Linked DNA regions of Sus scrofa: region 1 is linked to region 2. The links are chromatin contacts, called in public targeted proximity ligation maps. All regions are on one chromosome and are shown on one strand. The core of a region is the stretch at or near the end of the contact, and the rest is flanking DNA. Distances in the headings are between cores, read along the strand shown. Region 1 holds the start of MAP4K4 (mitogen-activated protein kinase kinase kinase kinase 4). Region 2 overlaps MAP4K4 (mitogen-activated protein kinase kinase kinase kinase 4).

Region 1 (4,323 bases), core at 1,595-4,094, 42 kb after region 2:
CACTGACTGTAGTGACACTGTGCCACTGCCACCATGCCCAACACCTCCCAAAGATCGTGCTCAGCAAATGTACCTCAAAAGCTTGGGGAAAAGGGGAACCACAAGAGAGAAGTACGAGGGGAAGCCCTTGGCTATGAACCTGCCCCAACTGCCCCCATAAAGAATTCCTGACTCTTGGGAGTTCCCGTCGTGGCGCAGTGGTTAACGAATCCGACTAGGAACCACGAGGTTGCGGGTTCAATCCCTGCCCTTGCTCAGTGGGTTAAGGATCCAGCATTGCCCTGAGCTGTGGTGTAGGTTGCAGACACGGCTCGGATCCTGCGTTGCTGTGGCTCTGGCGTAGGCCAGTGGCTACAGCTCCAATTTGACCCCTAACCTGGGAACCTCCATATGCTGCAGGAGTGGCCCAAGAAATGGCAAAAAGACCAAAAAAAAAAGAATTCCTAACTCTTAAACCAATGAGGACACATTCAGGTCTCATTCTTTATTCTAACGATTAAAAAAAAAAAAAAAAAAAAAAAAAAAGGACAGTCAGCTTCTAATTTACTTCACCAGCACTCACACCCACCTTGACCCGAGAAGACACAAACAATCCAACTACTGTGTAACCAGGTCAAAACAAGTTCTGGCTAACTCACTTGGAAGACAACACTCAACACTCAGATTAAGCCAGAAAAACTGGGTTAGAAAAAAACTACCGGTGCTTAAACAAACACTGGGGCTCCGGAAAATGTTTTTAAGCCAGTGAGCAGACCACTCGGGGAGTTGCAACACAATCTTTTCCATAATTTTCCAAAGGCTTCCAAATTCAGTTGAGCCCAGCGGGCTGCGTTAACAGGGCTCCCTTTCAAATTCAAAAATCTGGCTGAGGCCCCAACTGTTAACCAACAAAACACATGCTAATTCACTAGAGATCACCTAAGAATACAGACTCAAGTTCAGGCCACAGGCCAGTACACAACCCAGGCCAGTACACAGCCCAGGCCAGGGGAAGCTAGGGCTGGGGAGAGGCCTTGGAGAAGCAGATAAGCCCTATTCACAAAGCAGAAAAGAGACAATAGGATCCACACTTAATTTGGCCTAAGAAAACGGTCTACAGTCAGCTTCCAACCCCCCCACACACACTCCCTCCCCCCCCTGTCCATTTTTAATGAGACAATGACAATTCTTCACAGCCAACCACAAAGCCCTGCTTCATAAGATATTTTTTTTCTGTCCCAATCTTGTACCCAGCTACAACACTCTAACAGGCTACAAAACACCCCCAGTGCAGATAACTTTGAGAAAGCTGTTCAGTAATAAGAAACAAATCAGGACTGGGGAGAATTTCACATTTGTTTCAAATTCTCAAGGCTTCCCCCTCAATTACCTACAGCTAACCCTCATTTCCAGAACAGCAGGGCTAGTCATATCTGGTGTCCAGGAAGTCTTCAGATTTGTTAGTTTCATTTACTGTTGGGGGCAAGTGGGGGGAGGGGGTGCTGTTAGAGAAAGACCTGGGGTGGGTGTGAAATCTGGGCATCCTCTTTGCTCAGAGGCTCTGCCTCTTTTCTGTTTCAATTACACACCTGTCAAACAGGTTATTCCTGGAATTTAGAGTGCATAATCCTCACACTGTAATTCTTCCTGCTCCTATTGCCCAAACACACATCCCTCCTGACTCCCCAAAACATGTACCCGTCAGTAGAATGTATGGTAGTTATGGAGTACTCCCAGGTAACACCACCAAACTCTGCTCCTCATTGAGCGCCTGGCCAGGATTCAAACGAGGAAACACGAAGACGATTCTCAAGGAGGCCAAAGCAGTGGTTTAGGATAATCACAGGCGAGGCCTGCCTATCCAGAATTTTAATTAACACACAAACTCAGAAGGCCAGATTTGGGAGAGACAGGGGGGAAAAAAAAATGTAGATTGATGCAAAAATGCTTTCCCATTTCCTTGAAAAAAAAAAAAGAAAAAGAAAAAAAAAAAAAGGTGCATGCCTAAGAGTGGAGCTTATTTCCTTATCTGAGAGCCAAGAAATGAGGTCTTTTAAGGCCAGTCTGAATATAAACTCTGCTGAAAACAGCGGGACGGCGAGGCCGGACCCCTCTTCCAACTTCGGCTGAGCCTCCGGGCGGCGGCGTGTCCAATCACCCTCCCCGTCGTCCCCGGATCAGAAGTTTCAACCCGTCCCCGGGAAACAAAGGAGGCGCCTGCACCGACCTTATAGACTTGTCCATAGGTGCCATTTCCCACCACTTCCACCAGCTCGAAAATCCCAGCCGGATCCTAAGGAAGAGAGGAGGATGGGTGAGCGTTGGAAAGCAGCACAACAATGAATAAAAGAAGCGGGGCAGCGGGAGAGAAAGGGCGGTGACCGAGGAGGTGGGCTTCGCCCGGCGCGAGGTGGCCGGCAACTGGGGGCCGCGATAGGGGCCCGGGGCGCGCGGGGTCGGGGTCCGGGCGGCGGCGCAGGCGGAGGGTCACGCCCCGGACCCCGCACACGCCGACTCGGGCAGACAAAGGGGCCGCCGCGCCCGCGGATCTGCCCACGGCGGCGCCCGAGCGCCCGGCCGGCCAGGGCGCGGCCCCGCTCCCGGCTCCCAGCGCCCCGCTCCCGGTCCCCCGGCCCCGCGGCGGCCACTCACCCGAAGGGAGGACAGGTCTATGTCCACCAGACTTTTCGCGGGGGAATCGTTCGCCATTTTCCCTTCTCGTCACCCCCAAATCGACCACAATCAATTCGTCTCTGGTGTGTCTCTCGGAGTCGCAGGCCCGGCCGGGTGGCGCGGGCCCGCGGGCGCGGCCGGGGGCGGCAGGCGGGAGCAAGCTCGGGCGCCGGGCGGCGGGCGGCGGCGGCGCTCACTCCATGGCCGGGGCGGCCGGCAGGCCCCCGGGCGTCGCCCGCGCCTCAGGCCCCGGCCCCGCGCCCCGCCGCGCGCCTGCACGAGCGGCCCGGAGCAGGGGCCGCGGCGCCGCCGAGAGTGGAGCCCGGAGCGCGAGGCCGCCAGACAAAGATGACCAGGAGGCGGAGGCGGAGGCGGGCGCGAGGCGGGGGGCGGGGGGCGGTGGCGGCGGGGAGGAGGAGAAACGGGACACCGAAAAGAGATTCTGAGGAGAGCCAACAGCTCCCCCTTTCCTCCTCCGGCAGGAAAAGCGGGCGGAAGCGCGCTCGCGCCTGGAGCCGGGCCGGGGGGGGGGGTCCGCGGCGCGGCGTGAATATTCAACAGGGGTGGGGCCCGGACAAAGGCCGCGCGGGAGCCGGGGTCTCGGGGCGGCGCGGGGGAGGGGGAGCACGCCCTTCCAGCACCCGCGACAAAGGCAAAGCGACCCGGACCCCCGGGCGCAGGGCCGGCCGACTCCTCCCTCCCGGAGCCCCGCCCCGCCGCGCCCGGCTCCGCCGCGATCCCCGCGGAGGAGGGTCCTCCAGGCGCCCTCGCCCCCGCTCTTCCCATCCCCTCCCCCACCCCCGGGTTCTAGTCGCTTAAGACCCTCATTTCCGGTTTCCCTACCTGGTTTCCTTGTCCTTTCTCTCCTTTTCCAGGCTACACCGAGGACCTGGTTAGGTTCGGGATTCACGGAGCATCATTTGTTTTGGCTGCCCGGTCCGGAGACTTTCGCTGGAAACTGAATCTCAAACAGCTCCTCTAATTGCCTTGTGTTGAGTACCTCGCTCAGTAAAGGTGAGCACCGTATTGGGAGCCAGAAGTGTTAACCCAAGTTTAGTGCCTAGAGATCACTGAGGATCCATCAAAGCTGGCTGCTTCCGGCAGCTTTGGCAGCCAGGCAGCAGTTAGGCAGTTTCATCCTATTAAACAAGAATATATGGTCTGCCCAACGGTCATTTGTGTCACATCACTCCACTGACAAAAACTTTCCGTGGCTTCCTATTACCTGCCAGACTGTGAATACAAGTTCTCAAACGTGAGCGCACCTTTGGAAAAACACTGACCGCCGACCCCACCTCCGGAGTCTGCAACGGATCACACTTTGAGAACTGGAGCCGCACTGGATGAAAACCCAAGGCCCTTCCAGAAAGGCTTCACAAACACGACCATCATTATCTACCAGTTCTTGGTTTACATGTAGTATCAATTTAATCTCTCCTTTAGCCCTAGGATGATGTTATCCTCATTTTAGAGAAGAGGAAACTCAAGTACTGAAAGAGAAGGAATTTTTCTAAATTCCTTAAAGGCATTTAAGCCTGGAAGTGGCACGGGGATTCTCACTAGCCTATCCCCAAAATCCAAATCTCTGACTCAGCCAAATTAGTCTTCTACCCAGAATGTTTAGCACTCTCCTGCCTCCCAACAGTTTGGTTTCCAAGATTTTCCACTATT
Region 2 (4,714 bases), core at 1,007-3,506:
GAAGCGCAGGCCAATCTCACCCCTGGGTGTGTGCACGGAGCAGCCCCAGGACACGCCTGCAGAGCTCCCTGCTGGCTTCACCCGAAGCTCTCATTAGAACTCTATCTTCGGGAGTTCCCATCGTGGCTCAGTGGTTAGCGAATCCGACTAGGAACCATGAGGTTTCAAGTTCGATCCCTGGCCTTGCTCAGTGGGTTAAGGATCTGGCGTTGCCGTGGGCTGTGGTGTAGGTTGCAGACGCGGTTCGGATCCAGCATTGCTGTGGCTCTGGTGTGGCCCGACGCTACAGCTCCGATTCGACCCCTAGCCTGGGAATCTCTGTGTGCCGCAGGAGCAGCCTAAGAAATGGCAAAAAAGACCAAAAAAAAAAAAAAAAAAAAAAGAAAAGAAAAAACTCTACCTTCGGACACCAGCCCCAAAATGCATCTGAGAAAGGGGTGAGATGTTTAGGTACAAAGGTAACTGATGCTGATAACCCTTTGAATAAAGCCCGGGTTCTTCAATATTGCCTATGTTTTAGCAACAATACATCCTATGCCAGAATTTTCAACTTTCTATAAAGAACTGGGGAAAGGAAAAAATTAAAAACAAGATAGGATAGATCTAAAAATCTAAACTACCTAAGTTAAGAGCGGGGCGGGAGGGGGTGTTAAGAGGTCCATATTTGGCCTAAAAAAATTTTTCACTGTTCTCAGAAGTGAAATGTAATTTAGTTTTAAGTTTAAATTTCCTTAAATAAACATTTATAGTTAAAGCCATAGTCTGAAATGTAGAAGATCCTAAAAATGGCATTTGTACAGCAAGGTCTCATCTTGCAATAAGAAATGTTATCCCACAAAATTAAATTCCAGAGGATGGGAGGTAGAAACCAGCTCCTTGCCTATGATTTGATCATGAGAAGCAGTCAATTCTCCTGAATATAATATACATTATTGTGGCAGATCAACGAATCAAGCCACAAATAAAGCCACTTCTTATACTTAGAAAATATGAAATGAGTTTCTCACAAGTGCGCTGAAACGATGAAAACTAAATTCATTCATCATACCAACAGTAAAAATATCAGCATTCACTTTTATTTAAAAAAAGAAAAATCAAAGGACAAGGAACAAGTGATCTGGTCTGAGTGAAGATGCCAAGCAGCCAACACCAAGCAGCCAACAGCAGGGAATCCAGCGTCCAGGGGTGGGGGTGGTGGGTTGTTTACAAGCAAGGCTCTGGGGAGCAGAGAGGAGACCCCCCTCAGAAGGAAAAAAGCAGGCAACAAAGCAGAAGCTGGCAGGGCTGTACTTGTGCCAGAAGGCTCTGCTTTCCCAGCTAACGGCTCCAGAATCCATCTGGCAGCTCCAACCACCCTCACACAGGGGCATTCAGCTGCCCCCAGGCTGTGGATGCCTAGGAGTCTGCACATCCACCCCATGCTCATACCTGCAATCCACCTCAGAGCAAAGTGCTAAAGCCCCAGGGTGGGTATGTGTGTGTGTGTGAGATTTCTAATTCAGACACATCGGAGAGCTACAGACACTATGGCCCAGTGGTGGCTGGGGGACACAGCAGCAATTCAGAATTCATAGTCAGATACAGGTTCTATTCAGTCTTCATGTGGAGACAAAGGACACCAGGCTGAACATAGTGTGTGAGAAGCCAGAAGCTGTGCAGAGCTCTGTTCTACATCAGCCGCACTGTTGGGGGGGCGGCGGGGAGGGAAGCAGTATTATTGGGGGGAGGGGGATATATTGCCACAGTTTTCCATCCTTTCCTACTCCTCTGATTCAACCTATTCTATAACGTGAAACCTTATGTTAGAAGAAGTCTTGTGACATCTAGTCTGGAACCACATAGCTTTATAGGCTCCAAGTGCTACATATCTCATGCTTGGAAAATATGCAAATCAACTGAAGGAACAGACCAAACACTTTTTCCAAAAATTAAGTTCCAACTTGGTTTTACACTCTTTAAATCTGCTATACTAGGTACTCACCTGGTGAAACAATATTTTAAAAGTAGTGTTACTGTAGCAATAAAGTGAAATTAAAATTTTCTAGCCCATTAGAGACGACAGAAGAACCTAGAACTCTTCCTACCATAAAAGTTACTAAATAAACCTCTGCTCTGCTCTGGGAAACCAACCACTCAGAATAACTCATTTCCTGTCTTTCTCGAATAACAGCGGTTTCAGAGATTCCAAACCACATGCTCACTGCACCGAACTTTAAAGCCACCCCACATGGTACTTAGGAACAAGAGATCAGCAAAGAGCCGCTGTCAGACATCACCACGTGTCCTGTATCCTAAGGAGAGGCCATAGCCCATGGGCCACGCTGGGCCTTGACAAGCGCCAGGGCCCAAGGGGAAGGCCGCAGGCAGCCAGGCCTCCTTAGCGCCTCACAGAAAGCAGGGGCGTGAGAACCCCGTGCTGCTCAAATGCAAGGCTCAGCTAACATCGACAAGGCAGGAAGCTAAGAAAAAGAAAACTGACCACCACTAAGAATAAAAAGAACAAATTCTCCAGGTCTGTTTTCGGGGGGCGGGGTGAGGGGGTGTTTCTCCCTGGAAGGGGGGGGCGGAGGGAAGAGGAGGGGAGGGGGAGCAGCACCTTATCAGCGCTCCCTGCCACCTGTCACAGCAGGGCAGACAGCACACCCACCCAAGGGTCTAAACTGTCCCACCCAGCTGTCCCCTATCACACACCACTTCCTAAGACAAGGTTCCGGGCTCTCCTGTGAAGAACCCTGTCGTGTTACTGTCCCCTTGTCAGGAACACTGCTGACCAAATGTAAACCCTAAAAAGGCCTCTCGGGAAGAGTACTACACACCTTTTACAAGCATGTGACATCACAGCCCTGAGAAGTCATGGCTGCCTCCCCTTCATGAGTGTCCCCCTAGCACCTGAGATTCATTCAGAGCTCACCCTCCACACCCACAGGAGCCCTGCTCCAATAAAACCTCTTCTGAAAAAGTGGGGGTGGGTATTGGGCCAGATGAAAGCATTTCACTTCATTTTAGATAGAAAGTCTGGAGAGAAATGGACTTGTTCTCTCAGGCTTCTGGGTCAGGGAGTCATGGTGAGGCTGTCCGTGTCCCCCCCACACACCCATGGGGGCAGCCATGAGTCACCAGGCCCCTCCCACCATCAGTACCCCTCACCCACCACCCCGAACCTTGGCGGGGATGGGGGGGTGTGCTGAGCAACAGCACATAAGAGGGGGAGTGGGGGGCCGGAAGGCGGGGTAGCCGATCTTCACCCACTCCACTCAGACCAGGCTGGTGCTCAGGAGGGAGCAGGCGGACAGACAGAGGAGCAGAGCCCGGGGAAGGAGAGAAGCCCTTTACTCCAAAGGCTGCAGGAGAAGTCAGAATGGGCAGTGTCCCTCCATCCGCCCAGACTCCTGGAGGCTGGGACACACGAGTGCCGAGTGCCGGCTGGGGTCCTGGAAACACATCCTGGTGCTGACGCTGAAGACAAGAGTGCAGACTCCAGGGGGCGGGGGGCTGCCCCTTCAGCCAATCGCTGGAGCTGTGAACCAATGTGGGAAGGCCCTTCACCACCCTACCCCAGCCACCCTGAGGCCAGGCCCCACCCAGGCTCGAGGCCACGCCCTCTTTCCAGCCAGGGACCAGCACAAAGCACTCTCCCCTGGGAGCCATACCCACACACACATTCCCTGCCTGTCTCAGAACCCAGTAACCCCCCAAGAGAGACGCCCACCTGCAGTGCCCCCCACCCCAGGCACAGCAGGGGTATCTGGGAGCCCAGCCCTGCAACACACCAGCAGGCACTGCTTCATGGAATCCTGCAGCCTCATCAGCTACTATCCTCCTACCCTCGGCCATCTTTCAACTTAGGACACAGGCAGGAAAATCACTTTCACAACAGCTGTTGCCCAGGGTGTAAGGAGGTGGGGGCGGCAAGTAAGTGTGGACCCCAAAGCCTACACTTAACCCCGATGCCAATGGTTCTCTCCTTTCAGTCTCAGACTTCCTTCCACTCAAAAAAAATGTAGAACTCCAAGAGCTTGTGTTAGGTGAGTTACATCATTATTCACCATTTACCACATGAGAAATCTAAAAAGAGCAATTAAAGGGGATGGGACAGAGTAAAACTCCCTTGATAAGGAATCCCTTCCAACTTGGAGTCTGTGAAGACTATCACCCCCACCTCCTACATAAAATCAAAGGGTCAAAACTGCAAAGTTTACACTCAAAGAGTGTCAAGAGTCCTGGGGCATCTCAAAGTTGGATTTTGTGTGTGTGTGTCTTTTTAGGGCTGCATCCTTGGCCCATGGAGGTTCCCAGGTTTAGAGGTCAAATCAGAGCTGCAGCTGCCGGCCTACACCACAGCCACAGCCACGCCAGATCCAAGTCGAGTCTGTGACCTACACCACAGCTCACAGCAATGCCAGATCTTTAACCCACTGAGCCAAGGCCAGGGATCGAACCCACACCTCATGGATCCTAGATGGGTTCATTAACTGCTGAGCCACGACGGGAACTCCACAAAGTTGGATGTGATTCTCAGATCTTTCCTTTTTTCCCTTAAAATCTTTATGGCCTCAGGTGAGAGCAAGAACCAGTGCAGGCCTTGGTCCTCAGTCTCCTCCTCTGTACCACAGGGGCAACAGCTAATGGGGCATTTCCAGGGAGAACCCACAGTACAGGGTCTGGCTCCTAAACCCTCAACTGCTGATGTAATCCCTGCTATTATTATCAGTCT

The links.
Region 1: a targeted proximity ligation map of alveolar macrophages shows a contact between it and region 2. A contact is called at or near these places in 2 of 5 promoter capture datasets (fetal skeletal muscle and liver), 15 of 47 Hi-C or Micro-C datasets (alveolar macrophages, blood, embryonic fibroblasts and 8 more) and 2 of 2 datasets of targeted methods (alveolar macrophages and skeletal muscle).

Annotation. Positions count from the first base shown.
Region 1 is chr3:52,646,636-52,650,958 of Sscrofa11.1, forward strand. It overlaps MAP4K4 (mitogen-activated protein kinase kinase kinase kinase 4), which reads right to left and starts at 2,845. Exons shown (of 29, transcript XM_021087163.1): 1 at 2,632-2,845; 2 at 2,207-2,272. The coding sequence starts at 2,688. It overlaps LOC106509759 (a long non-coding RNA gene), which reads left to right and starts at 2,010. Exons shown (of 3, transcript XR_001307587.2): 1 at 2,010-2,293; 2 at 3,528-3,666.
Region 2 is chr3:52,604,930-52,609,643 of Sscrofa11.1, forward strand. All of the region lies in intron 2 of MAP4K4 (mitogen-activated protein kinase kinase kinase kinase 4), which reads right to left. Among named protein-coding and RNA genes, the nearest start is that of MAP4K4, 42 kb to the right of the region's middle.